2 separate regions of the Mus musculus genome follow, and region 2 is linked to region 1. A link is a contact called in public promoter capture Hi-C data. All regions are on one chromosome and are shown on one strand. Each heading gives the region's core, a stretch centred on a gene start, on an enhancer-like site or on the middle of the called end of the contact. The rest is flanking DNA. Distances are from core to core; before and after follow the strand shown.

Evidence for each region. Promoter capture Hi-C pulls out the DNA fragments that hold promoters and counts their contacts.
Region 2: a contact with region 1 is called in a promoter capture Hi-C map of liver, with 2.6 times the contacts expected there. The contact joins the promoter of Rnf139 here to the enhancer-like site in region 1. A contact is called at or near these places in 13 of 39 promoter capture datasets (the 3T3-L1 cell line, 3T3-L1-derived adipocytes, the C10 cell line and 8 more) and 1 of 484 Hi-C or Micro-C datasets (the G1E-ER4 cell line).

What each region holds. Positions count from the first base shown.
Region 1 is chr15:57,878,006-57,884,727 of GRCm38.p6, reverse strand. It overlaps Derl1 (Der1-like domain family, member 1), which reads left to right. Exons shown (of 8, transcript NM_024207.4): 2 at 1,182-1,293; 3 at 4,664-4,728; 4 at 5,653-5,679; 5 at 6,148-6,243. Among named protein-coding and RNA genes, the nearest start is that of Derl1, 11 kb to the left of the region's middle. Within about 2 kb of position 3,662, at least 40 of the 459 cell types and tissues checked have an H3K27ac peak or open chromatin away from gene starts, as enhancers often do. A contact at or near this core is called in the G1E-ER4 cell line and liver, where this site is marked.
Region 2 is chr15:58,885,357-58,892,078 of GRCm38.p6, reverse strand. Rnf139 (ring finger protein 139) reads right to left here and starts at 2,850. Exons shown (of 2, transcript NM_175226.4): 1 at 2,585-2,850. The coding sequence starts at 2,765. Gm36509 (a long non-coding RNA gene) reads right to left here. Exons shown (of 2, transcript XR_384121.2): 2 at 5,484-5,710. It also overlaps a transcript of Tatdn1 not described here.

The sequences.
Region 1 (6,722 bases), core at 2,413-4,912:
ATTGATTCCCAGGCATTTATTCCATGTGTGTGTGTCTGTGTGCATGTGTGTGTGTGTGTACAGAATATACAAGAATATTCATCATGGCATCATAACAATTTAAATGAAGTTTGTCTACCCACATATCCACATAAAGAAAGTCTGTGAAGCAAATAGAAGTATTTTGTCAAGGGAATGAAGACATAAAACTGCGATTTAAAGCATGGTGAGGAGGGAGGAAATGGCAGAGCGTTCACAGAAACGGGCTGTGCGTGCTCGCACGCCTTTGAATTCTAGCACTGAGGAGGCTGAGGCCAGCAGGCCGACTGAATGTTCCAGGAAAGCCTGGCCTTTGACGCTCTAAAAACTAAGGCAAGGCGTGGTGTCGTGTACCTTAAATTCCAGCATTTGGGAAACAGAGCCAGGGAGATTTCTGAGTTCAGGGCCAGCCTGGTCTACATACTTCAGGACAGCCAGGCCTATGTAGAGTGATCTTTCTTGAAAAAACAAAAACACCCAAAAGCTTGGCCATTTGGAGCAGGCAACTCTTGTAATCCCAGCAAGTCTTGATCCTGAGGCAGGAGGATTGAAAATGTAAGAACAATCTGTGCTGCATAAGTTTAAGGCCTCCTGTGCAATGCAGTGAGTCCCTCCTCTCTCAAAATGTGAAAAGAGAGTTTGGACCAATCTCAGTGGTAGAGTGCCTAGTCCACCTGGGTTCAGTTCACAGGGTTGCCCCCAAAGGAAAGCAGTTAGTTGTTGTTGAAAATAACATTTGGAGATTGGAGTTAGGACTTCCCCTCTTCATGTTTGTGTGTGTGTGTTGCGTTGTTTCCTTTTGAGCCCATATGCCTAGTTAGCACTTTGTTTTGATTCCTGTTAGCCTCTAGCATTTGAGAATGCTACTTTTAATGAGGATTATCTTTTAGCCCCGTCTTAGGCAAGGCCATATATTTGCATAGTATTGTTTTTGCTAACTTGTTTAAAAATATTAACAGATGATTTTGATGCCCCATTATCTCATTGGCCTGTGAACTAATGATGTGTAGGCAGCGGGAACTACGCTGTCTCCTCATACTGTGATGTCACTTTAGCTCGCCTTGAAAGAATGCTTTGCATAGTGTGATTTTGTTTGGTTTAAATAAGAAAAGTGTTCATCCCAGGTCAGAGGAACTGACAGCTGTTTGTTTTGATCTCTTCAGATATGGAGGCCGTTCACTGCCACCTTTTACTTCCCCGTGGGCCCAGGGACTGGATTTCTGTATTTGGTCAATTTATATTTCTTATATCAGTATTCTACTCGGCTTGAAGCAGGTAAGTTACCTGTCATTGTCAAAGTGTTGTTTCATTCTAAGTTACTGATTCATTCTAAATATGTTGCCTTGGATTTTCAGGACCATTAATATTATATAAAGAAATGTGTATTGATAGTTCTTGCATGCTCACTGGGTCATGACTGTATTAGGCTAGTAGAGTATTTTTGTTTTGTGTTTTTGTGTTTGTTTTTTTTTTTTTGGAGACAAAGTCTCATCTATCCCTGGCTATAACCAGTTGACCTCCAACTCAGAGATCCACCTGCCTCTACTTCCTGAGTCCTGGGATTAAAGGTATGCACTACCATGCCCAGCCATATTGAGTTTTTAATCACAGAATGAGTTGTAATTTGTTATAAAAAGAAATAATATCAGATCAAAATTTTGCATGTCCTTCCATCTCCTGATTGTCTGGGTTGTGTTCTTATACTTACTCTTGTCTTTGTCCTGCTAGAATGAAGCCAGGCTAGAATGTACGTGTCTTTCAGACAGAGTGCGAGGCAGTTCAGAGCTTAGTCTCCTTCTCAGGGGCTGGAGAGGATGGTACAGTGAAGAAAATGCATTTGTGAGGACCGGTCCAGAACCCTTCAGCCACGCAGATAAGCTGGGTGTGGCACTTGTGCGCCTGCAGTCCAGTGCCTGGAGACCAAGACCCCTGAGGATCCTGGGGGGCTCTCTCTACCTAGAGGAGTCAGCTGTTGGGGTCCATTTTCAGTCAGAGGCCTTGCTCAAAAAATAAGGTGATGAACAATAGAGGAAGATTCTGATGGTGACCTCTGACCTTCACACATGCAGCATGGGCACCTGCACATGCACACATGCATATACTACACATGTAGTATACATATGCTACGTGTTTACATGTAGACAACAGCTTTAAGGCAGGATTTGTACTGCGGTAGTTTTTCCAAATATACCATCTTGTATGATATAATAGAGAAGCAATCCAGTGCTTTACAAGTGTCTTGTTGAATTAAGTATTTCCACAATACCTTATATGCTAGCTTGAGTTGCTTATACAAGGAAGCAGTAAATTGATACCCTAGTCAAAATACAGATCCACTTTTGTTAAATGTAAGTGATTTGCAAAGTTGGCTGACTTCAGAGATTTTTATACAACTGCTGGCTCTTGCTTAGGTCAGGTTTCTGAATCGTCCTTAAGAGTCTGCTCAAGTGTTTGAAAATTTGCCTCTGTCTCACAGCTGTTGCCACCAAGGCTGACAACCTGAATTCAATTTCCTGAAGCCCACATGGTGCAAGTGTAGACCTGACTCCCAGCAAGTTATCCTCTGACCTCTGTTTGTATGCACACTAATGTACATGCCCATACCATACACACACATACCGCCCCCCCCCAATAAATGTGCTAGGCCCCACCACCATACCAGAGCCCTCCTGAAGTGTACCAGGGCTCTCCTGCCTCCCAGAACCTTTGGGTTTCACTCTCCCTTGTTCAGTTCTTGGTGGTAGTGCTGAGTAGAGCAGTGAGGAGCAGTCGCTTAGCATTCTGCTCTTCCATTTCGTCTAAGTGATGATGAAGTTGTTGGAGTAGCTCTTACTTTAAACACCAGTGTAGTACATACTGGGTGAAGTGTGGCTGATCCGTGACAAGCTGTGAGCTTTTCCTATGGAAAATGTAAACATATACAGGGTCTTCTTAGAGAAAAAGACCAGTGAACCTTTTTCTTCTTACTGAGAAAAATTCATCTCACATCACATTTTAACCTTTTGTGAGCCTATGATTCAGTGTTTTTTTTTAACGCTTTTGTAACCATCACAGCAATTTAATTTCACAATGTTTTCATTAGCACCCCTGTAGTAGACCCAAAGTACCCCTCCCCCAGCTCCTGGCTATTACCAGTCTACTTCCTGTGTGGATTTGCCTGTGTGGGCCATGTTTAATGTAGTTTGTGACCAGCTTCTTTAACTCAGTGTTGGCTTTGTTAGTGCAGACTCCTGTTACAATTCACTCATATTGTGGTATATGTTGGTGTGAGTCTCCTTGACTGTCGTCCCCCCATCATATCTGGTTTTGTCTGTATCAGCGCTCTTGCCTTGGTTATTTGAAGCAGAATGTCACATATAATTCTCTTTCACTCATTGCTACCCAGCATAGCTCTGAAGTCAGGCCTTAAGGACTCTTTCTGATGTGGAGCTAGATCTGATATAATTGTGAGATTCTCTGGCCACCTTCTGCTCTTGTTTATCTGTGTTTTTGAGTCCATTTACCCACTTTATTAACTTGGTCAGATAACGTAAGCTGCTGTAATATTTTGTGTATGAAAAACAGGCAAGAGAACCTGCCGTGCTAGATGACTGGTTGGTTTTGTTTGCTTTTATCTTTAGAAGTTGCTTCCCTTTATTTCCAGTCAGAGCGCTCTGGAATGTTGAAACTGAGAGGCACTTTTGAAACAGTTTCTTTGAGATAAAAAGTTGCTCTCTTTATCTGTGGGTTCTGTGTCATGAGTCAGCTGCCTGAAACATTTGGAATAGCTGGAAAATAAGTCTACTGAACTTGTACAGTTTCCTCCTTGTCATTACTTATTAAACAACACATTGTAGCAACTGGTGGTACACAATTTACATTGTAAAAGGGACCATAGGGAATGTGATCTATCTTACAGTATAGGTCAGAATATCTAGGTTCTATGCAAATATTATACCATTTTATCTAAGGATTGTGGATATTTGTAGGTTTTAGTATACAGGGAAGCTCTCAGCTCCCATCTTCCATGGATTCCAGTGGAGGATGTTAATCTTACATCCCATCTAGCTTCCTCATTTGAGTTTAAATTCAGTTAATACGTTTGTAGAATTGTGCAGCCATTATCATAATCCATTTACAACATTTCTTTGCCTCTAAAGTCTATATCTGTTAGTATTGCCCATTTCCTTCAATCCATCTTCCATGCAAGCCATAGGAAACTTCTGTTCCCTTTCTGCTTTTTAGAGTCGCCTGTACTAGTAATTTCTTGTAATAATTGTGATAGGATCATACCATCTGTGATCTTTTGTGACTGTTTCTTTTACTTAGTGTCATTTTAAGGTTCTCCTACGTAGCATGTAGATGTAGTTCATCCCTCATTGTTGTCAGTTATATAGATAATGTTGATGGGCCCTTGGTTTAATCCATTTCGTGGCTGCCGTGACTAGTGCTGCTGTGAGCATTGCCGTAGAGAGGAGTCGTCCACGCTATCCTGCTTAGTCCTCTGTTTTGCAGATAGGTGCTCCTATGTCCCAAAGGTCACACTTTTTGTTTTAAAGAAGTGATGTTAAATGTCTTCAGTATTATTTTTAAAGTATTTTTCTCTGTAGAGGCTACTTTGTTCCCCAGTTCTAAAGCCTGATGTTTGCCTTGTGTTTGTTTCCAGGAGCTTTTGACGGGAGGCCAGCAGACTATTTATTCATGCTTCTCTTTAACTGGATCTGCATCGTTGTATCCTTCAGGGCTGCTCAGGCCATAATGAACTCCCTACTTCCCTTTTAAGGTTTTGGGAAATAGTATTCTAAAAACGATTTAAATCAGTTTTGATACCTTTTAAAAACTATAGTTAATAATGAGAATATCAGGTTCTGTCTTTGAAGCCAGGGTAAATCCCATGTTTTGGAGATGCCTTCTCTCACTGGAGTCTCTGGGATTTTTATCCATATTCAGTGGAATTTTATTGCTGTCTCCTTGAGCCCAGTTCTCTGTGTTCCCTGGGATGACAGTTTGTTGACTGAAGCACAGATATTCCATGCCAGCCACAAGACAGCTTTCTGGTTCTTTCCAGAAATTAATTTACAGCCAGCATCATTTCATGACTTCGTTGCTGTCCATCTTTTGGTCCTAAATAACAATCTAGTCCATAAAGCACCCCCCTCTGGGCATGGTCTATCTCTGTGTGAGGCACTATTGATAAGCAAACAGTTGGACCTGACGACTGTTTAAAGTTGATCAAGAGCCAGAAACATAAAGGCCTGGAATACTCCCTCTCCTTTAAGAGAATGGAGAAAAAAAAAAAAAAAAAAAAAAGCTGTCCCTGAGTGTAAGCATTTGTTTCAAATGCACAGATCTGTCTATCCTGTAGTTGAATGCTAAATAGTAAAATAGTAGTAGGGTGTAGAAGAAGATACCAGGTGAGCAGGTCATGGTGAGGCTGTTCATTTCCATGTCTCCTGCTCTACTGACTGTACTGGCGAGTGGATATTTCTGCAGTGATCAGAACTTTTGTGTGTTCCTATATCTTGAGTAATCTGATAGTTAGAAAGTGTTTTCCTTTGGAACAGTGTAGTGACGTTCACTGGAGAGAAATGAGCAGCTCAGCCTTGGTATCTATAGAATACTTTCTGCATATGATCCTTGACTTTACAAACCAAGATTACTGGCTTAGCAATGGATATGCAGGTAAGACTTTCAACTATTTGCCCTTCTGTATGTTTCAGAAGTTGGGATTACATTGAATGCATAGAATGAGAACTGATTATACTGTTAGCTAAGCCTTTGAGGCTCTTGTAGGCATATCTAACCATTGGCTTCCTTGTTCATTTCTGGCTTATGCTTGAATGCTCAGAGTAATGGTTATGCAGTATTTCCTGGGTGTGTGTGGGGTTATGTATTCATTGAAAATAGATTAGATAGTTAAGGAAAATATTTTTTTCCTTCAAATAACAGCTTGAACTGATGTTTCTGAGTTCATGTATTGATCATAGATTTTTATGGCATTCATTGTATGATAAATAATGCGGTTAGTTTGTGATTGTGACATTAGGGTTTCCTGTGCAGTTTGGGAGGTGGGCAGGATAGGCAGGCAGTCACATTAAGCCTTGTTTCGTGCCTGTGGCGCTGAGCTTCCTGTCCTGACTTCCTTTGCAGCTGCTGATGATCCCTCTGATCATGTCAGTGCTCTACGTCTGGGCCCAGCTGAACAGAGACCTGATCGTGTCGTTCTGGTTCGGAACGCGATTTAAGGTAGTTTACCTCTGAGGAATATATAGCTCAGTGGAACTTAGTCTGTGGTAATCTTGCCTGAGCTCAGATGTGTACCTTCTGACACTTCCAGAAGGGGTCGCTGCAGAGTAGTGTACCACAGGCAGGCGTCTGCCTCCCCCTCCTCAGTCCTGCTCCTAGCATCCCAGCATCCCTTGCTGTTGTTACTTCCAAACCCTCTAAGCCTCTTCAGGGATATGCCCCTCAGTGATCGTGTGTGTGTGTGTGTGTGTGTGTGTGTGTGTGTGTGTGTGTGTGTGTGTGTGTGTGTGTGTGTGTGGAGAGAGAGAGGGGTCGAGCACACAAGAGGGATTACAAGAGAGACAACATGCAGAAACCCGCGATTTCTAATCTTTTTGTCACTCCTGCACTTCCTATTAGGTGCCACATACTGTACCTAGAATAGCACCCCCTATGTTCCTGGAGTTTGCTGTTTTCTACCTGTAACGACGACCTGTAAT
Region 2 (6,722 bases), core at 1,601-4,100, 1.0 Mb before region 1:
GTTTGCAAAGGATGCTGGCCGAGTCCTGAGGTACACGGGCTTCAATAATGACAAATCCCCAACTAGTCTCCACTCACATTTTTCATACACATACATGTTACTACTTCATTTAAGGTGATTTTTTTCAGCTTTTATTCTTACAAACAAAAAAATTAGCACAACTAGTTTGCTACAATTTAGAAAAATCATTAGATGATGAATTTAGAGGTCATTTTTTTCTTATAAAACCTGACTCAATATTCTGAGATAATTTTTTTCAAATAAATATTTGGTGATTTCAAAAGGATGAAATATGTATAACAACGTATAGTCTTAACTGAGCATTAAAATATTTTCTGAAAAGTGATCATAGGAACAGCTAACACATGAACAAATGCTTTAAAGGGTTTTTATCCTAACTCATTTATTGCCCTATAACCTCCATGAAAAAGATGCTGTGAACTTCCTTAGAGAAGCTGCACCTTCAAAATGTAACCTCCGCAGGCTGAGTGCGTGGAAGCTCACTGACTCTGGAGGTGGAAGGCTGCAGGTGCAGAGCCTAATTACAATCTACCTTGGACCATCTTTAGCCCAAGTCAGAGAGATCTAACATCCAGTGACTAACATACAAACCTTTTGGAATATACTAACTTAAAGCCTTAGTTCCCAACAGCCAGAGCTCTAGAGTACCTTCTTCTACAGACAGCATCCTGGGTCTATAACAAGAACCTTTCAGCTTTGCTTTCACCTACCTACTTAACATTCCACTAATGGTTTTTAAAGTGTTGTGTTATAAAACTTTTATCAAACTGTTACCATGTTGAACATGGAATTTGGGGTAACGTCAATCAGTGTTCATGGGCCACAGTCAATCAGATTTGGTTTCAGAATAAGCTATCTCTTATCCCATTTGAGATGAGTTGTGTTTTTATGTTGACAATACCATCATTGTTTTTATAAAGGTAGAGAAAACAAAACTACAGACTCGTGAAATGGAGCTCTTCCTGAAATTCTCAAATACAAAACTTCTGTGAAGAAATAAAGTATAAGGAGTGGGCGGGGGAACACTGACTTTCTTAAATGTTTTTACCGTAAGTGACTTAAGAAAACTCCTTTCTATAAATCTACCTAGTGTCGAGTACTCCAACAGGAAATGCATTAAATCCTCAGGTCCCCCCAAAGTTGCCAGAATCTGCGGTTATTATGCCATGAAGACATTCAAGGCAGTGGCTGTATGTACTATCTCTGAGATGACTATGCAGACTCCTCTCGAACACAGAGAATGGTGGAAGTGGCTTTAATAAAGAAGAGCAGAACGACTAACTTGTATCCCCAGTAGATGACACTAAGCCCTGTGCTTGAAGAGTATCACCACCACTTTTTCTTTCTTGTTAACTTTAAGGTGAGCACTGCGGGGTCACAGCGCTGGGTACTGCATCTCCGCACACTGAGGAAGAACAAAAGGGAACCATCCCTGAACACCAGAAGCCTTTCTAACGCTCTGGCAAACACCAGCTGTGCACCAGAAACCAAACACCTAACTTCTCCAACCTCATTTCCTCACCTGTAAAGTCTAAATAACACGATCCACCTTTGAGGAGTGACCGACGGATTAGGTAAAACCTGTGAGAATGCTTTCTAGCAGACAAATGTAGAAGAGTTACTGCCAAGAACAAAACTGCTTCTTTATTGACGCTCCTTTTCTGGGAGAATAAGGCAGCAGAGGCGCTCGCACTTCTCAAGGTCTTGGTCAGGACCTCACTACCAGGTACCCGCACCCCCAACCTTTCAATAGCAAGAACCCACCTAAAAACTCATCGTAATGATCTCATCAACAAAACCTGCCAAGCTGTAATTATCTGGAAAAGATCTCTTTATGTGTTTCTCACTTCTGGTATGTAGCACAGAGAGAAATAGAAAGTGAAATATAAAATACTTTTAGCACTCAATCCATATGAAATGAAGACTGATCTTTCTAGTCTCCCACAGATGTCTCATCACCCTGGGATGGTAAGCTTTCATAGTCACATCCAACACCTTATTATTTACTCATAGAAAGAGTTTAGGGGTTCGTTGTAAGTATAACCTTCCTCGCGGTGACTTTTGGAAATGGTTTCAAGGACTGACATTCATGGCTTGAGTGGCCATTTACCTCAAGTACTTCACGATCCGGTGGACTCCAAGACACAGAAGTGACAACGTATTCTGCACTGTGAAATGGGTAGACAGGGGGCTCAAGCTCTGGCTCAAGTCCAAGGTCACACACGGCGAGACCCGGAGAGCTGTTTTTCCAGGGCTGTCGCATAGGACGCTGGAAGCCAGCAGTCATTCCCCAAGAGAAACAGCAGACAGACAGCCGCATGCTCACACAGCCGTGCTTTCTCCTCGCCCATCCAGGTGCCAACCGAGCAGGGCACAGACCCGCCAGCACCACTCAGCTGTCAACGCTGGCACGAGTACCACGGGTCCCCGCACCCCCGCCAAAAGGCCCTCTGGGGAACCAGACCGTGGTTCCCCAAGCCGCGTGCCACCAGTGCCCTGCCGTTCCCGTCGGCCTGGGAGAGGGCACGCCTCGGCCAGCGGGCTAGCCCTACGCCGTCCTTACCAAGGAGCCGGAGAAAGATCTGAAGCCCGATGCAGAACCGGCTTTGGCTGGAATCGTAGTAGGAGTTGAAGATGGCGTCGATGATGTAGAGGCAGGGCACCCGGAGCGCCACTTCGAGCGCCGCCCAGACCTGCTGCTGGGCCATCCGCACCTGCTGCTGCGGGGGCCCCACCGCCGCCATGAGCCGCTGCCACACCGGGGCTGGGCGGGCCGGGCCAGGCAGGGCGGCGCGGGGGAGGCCCGGGGCCGCGGCCGGGGCGGGCGCCGACGAAAGTGGCTCCGCCCCCGGCCGCCTCCTGTCCTGTGTCCCGGCCCGGCCCGCCCCGCCGCCCGCTCGCGTCCCTCGGTGGAGCAGGGGGCGGCGGCAGCGGCTGCCGGGAGGCCTCGGGGCGTCGGTGTTTCCGGCCGGCTAGGGTCTGGCTCCTCCTCCCTCCAGCGCCTCCCCCGCCAGCGGAGCCACCATCTTGACCCCGCCTGCCTCGGCCGTTGCTGCCGTTGCGAGGCCCCCGAGGCGGCGCCCGCGGTCACTCGAGAACGCGGAGCCGGCGCCGCGGCCCTGCGTCACAATCCGGCGCGCCGCGCAGCGTCAGCACGCGGGGCCCGGCGAGCCTCGAGCGTTGCCATGGTCCCCGCCCGCTTCGGCTCGCCTAGCCTCGCCTCGCCTCGCCGCGGGGTGGCGCTCGCGTCGCCGGCCCGCCGCGTCCCAGCGCCCGAGCGCCTGTGAGTGGCTGCCCCTCGGTGTTGGCGTGCCCCGAGCGTGGGATGCTGGGCTACTGCGCACCGACAGTGTTAAATGTCTAGTAGAGCCCAGTGAGTGTCCCTTGAACTCGCCTCGTCCTGCTTGGGAGATGAAAAGCTGGAGGACGCCGCCCTGCCTACCTGCCTCTCCCCACCCAGAGGCCAGGCCTGAGGAATGGCAGGGGAAATAACCTGCGAGGCTGCACAGGGCGATCCCAGCCAGACTTGGCACTGGCCTTGAGTTGTTAGGTGTTGCCAAGAAAAACACACTCGCATCTGTTTACACATCTCCCTCCCTGTCCCCGTGGACGGTCATGCACATTTTATTAATGGCTTCGGAGCCTGACTTACGAGCAAGAACCCAGAACTCTCTGAGGTCTTTGATTTATCCTTGTCCTGGATAAATCCTTAATCAGAGTTGAGCGCATTCTTTCGCCGCTCTTTCTTGCCTATCAGTGGAATTGGTATGACCTGGCTGTTGTTTCTCTGTTCCTTCTCCAGCAAAGGAAGAGAGTAAGGTCAGAGGCTGAACTGTAGACTTAGCTGTTTTGGTTTAAGGAACACAAAATCGCAAACCAGGAAGCCTGGTTGACTTGGGCTCCTAGCTCAAAGCGCACAAGCCAGTTTACAGCAGGACTCTAGAAGTTGGACCTCCCTTCCCACTCCACCCCACACCCGCACAGGGAGGAGGTCTGTAAATAAAATTATCAGACTTTAACAGAACCCTTTTGGGGGAAGGTGTTTGGAGCAGGAAGATGGCACCTCCACCCAGTTTTGTGGTTTGGGCTTTGTTTGCTCACTTTCCCCTCTTCCATCTGTATACGAGGCACTGTAGGCCCCGGTTTTCTTTTACCAAAGCCTCTATATCAGCTATTACGATAGGCATTTGCTCTACCTGTTTTATCAAGGTTGAGACTGGTTTAGATAAAACGAATTGCAAGATCACAAAGGTGCTAACAGGTGGGACTGTGTATGCCCCAGACCAACAAGAATCAAAACCAGAGTTTGAACCTAATGGTATCTTAAAGCTTAAAACTTCGGTTTGTTTTGCTTCTTTCACCCACAGCCAAATTCTGTAACTGAGTCCTATCCTTCCTATAGCCGCTGTCACCATCCTAACTCAAGACCTTTCTCTGGTTTATTTTATTTTTTAAAAGACCACCAGATGGTTACCTTTTCAGATCTACTCTAGAAACTCTGGGTAACTTTCCTAAACTGCATGGCTAGAGACTAACCTTGTGGCTATGACAACGTCCCCAGAGGAAGGCAACCTTAGTGAAAGAATGACACAATCTTACATAGGGAACCTCAGGGATTAAATTAGCTACTCATCCCTCTCTTATTATGCCCCCAGTGTAATTAAAGTCAAAAGAGTGAAGCTCTTACAGAGAAGAGGGTCCAGAAACACTAAAGTAAAAATGTGATAGGAGAGAGGGGGAGAATTGTATTATTACCATTCAAAAATAGAGAATAAAATATGATCTGAAAGTACAAACTAATACGCATCTATCTTGTCTGTTATGACAATATTCACACTGACACACAAGCAATATACACAGAATACCTGTGTTCAAAGATAACACTCATTAATGAGTCAAAAGCCTTTTGTCTGTCATTAATTATTCAAATGCTTCTTAGTAGCTTTTTTTTTTTTTTTTTTCTTAAAATCTGGGTCTCAAGTCAGCTTGGAACTAGCTACATAGATCAGGCTGGCCTCAAATGCTTTCTATACACCCACCTGTGTTTGCCTCCCAAGTTCTGGTACTTTAAAAGTAGGGTGTATAAAACTTATGTTAGCTTCTCTCTGGATATCCATCAGTCAAGCCTTGTCAGGCAAAGGAAAAAAATAGACTAGGCTGTCAGAAGGAAATTTACTAGTGTACCCTGGCTTCCTTAGGTGGAGGGAGCAATCAGGGACAAGTACTTGAGCCTCCCTCCTTCCCCACCCCTTCCAAGGTCTTCTGTATTTCCTACCAATGGATGATGCCAATTTCAGAAGAAGAATGGGAACTGAGGGTTACAATATGGACTATAACTTCTAGGTCCTTAGGGTTTGTTTTAAAATGATAGTCTCTAAATTGTTTTTTTTTTGGGGGGGGTGTTTGTTTTTTGTTTTGGTTTTTCTCTTTTATGTAAAATAAAATTCAGATATGCAGATGCCTATGGAAATGCAAGTGTTGACATTTTCTGGTTTTGTAAGTCCAAACAGACTTTATGTAGTTAACAAAGGAAACAACAGGCAGGCGTGATGGTGCTGTTGGGAGTAAATGTTGCGCGTCTCCATTTCCTGACATTTGGCTTTTCCTTCAGCAGCATTTGCTGAGCGCTTTGCATGTGCTTCACGGTTAGCGGGCCGCTTCTGTCTCCGGGGAGTTTACCTATCTCATTCTCATCCAGAAGACGGGAGAGCGAGGAGAAGAGAAATGACATCATTACATACACACCAGCCACATCAATCCTATGCCGACTTGTTGAAGGACACAGAACTAGGCAACGATAGTGACAGAATCAAGTTTGCACTGCAGAGTTTACTCTTTCCAGAGCGTAGGATTAGTCTCCTAAAGGCAACTTGATGGCATTTGGGGGCAGGCGGTGGGGGAGGGTGGCAAATCCCAGACAGGGTTTCTCTGTGTAGTCCTGGCTGCCCTGGAACTCATTCTAGACCAGGCTGGCCTCAAACTCAAAGACTCTCCTGCCTCTGCCTCTGGAATGCTGGGATTAAAGGCACGCACCACCTGGCTCTATATTTTACAAAAATAAAATAAAATAAAATAAAATAAAATAAAACAAGCTGAGTGTGGTGGCACACCATCGTGTGATCCCATCACTTAGGAGGCAGACTGATCTCTGTGAGTTTGAGACCAGATGAGGCTACATAGTGAGATTCTATATCAACAAACAATTTACAGGCTGGGGAGTGTGTGTGTGTTAGAGCACTTTCCCTAGCATGTGTTAGGGAATGATCACCACCACAACAAAAATACTGAAAAATAAAACAAGAAAAAATGTTGGAAGTACTTAGTATGGCATGTCATGAATAAATTTTAGGAAAAATATCCATTGGAGCTACTATGCTATTTCAACACTCTTTCCAATATTCTGTTTATAGCTTAGGAGTATGGTATAGATACTCAATTTGTTACAGATGGTAACCATCAAGTGGAACTCAATGTATTTTAGGATAGAAGTGATTACAATATGTTAGTCTAGAGTCATTGTCAATCATAATGCGAGGGCTGAGATACTTCCGAGGAGAATGCAGACAATAATTACTTTAAGGTCATGTCAAGGAGGAAAGCTCACAGTAGACTAATAAATGATCACGCATCCCATCAGGCTCAGAAATGTTAGGGCATTTCATGGTTGTGCAAACACAGTGCAAATTAAGGTAGCTGTGTTG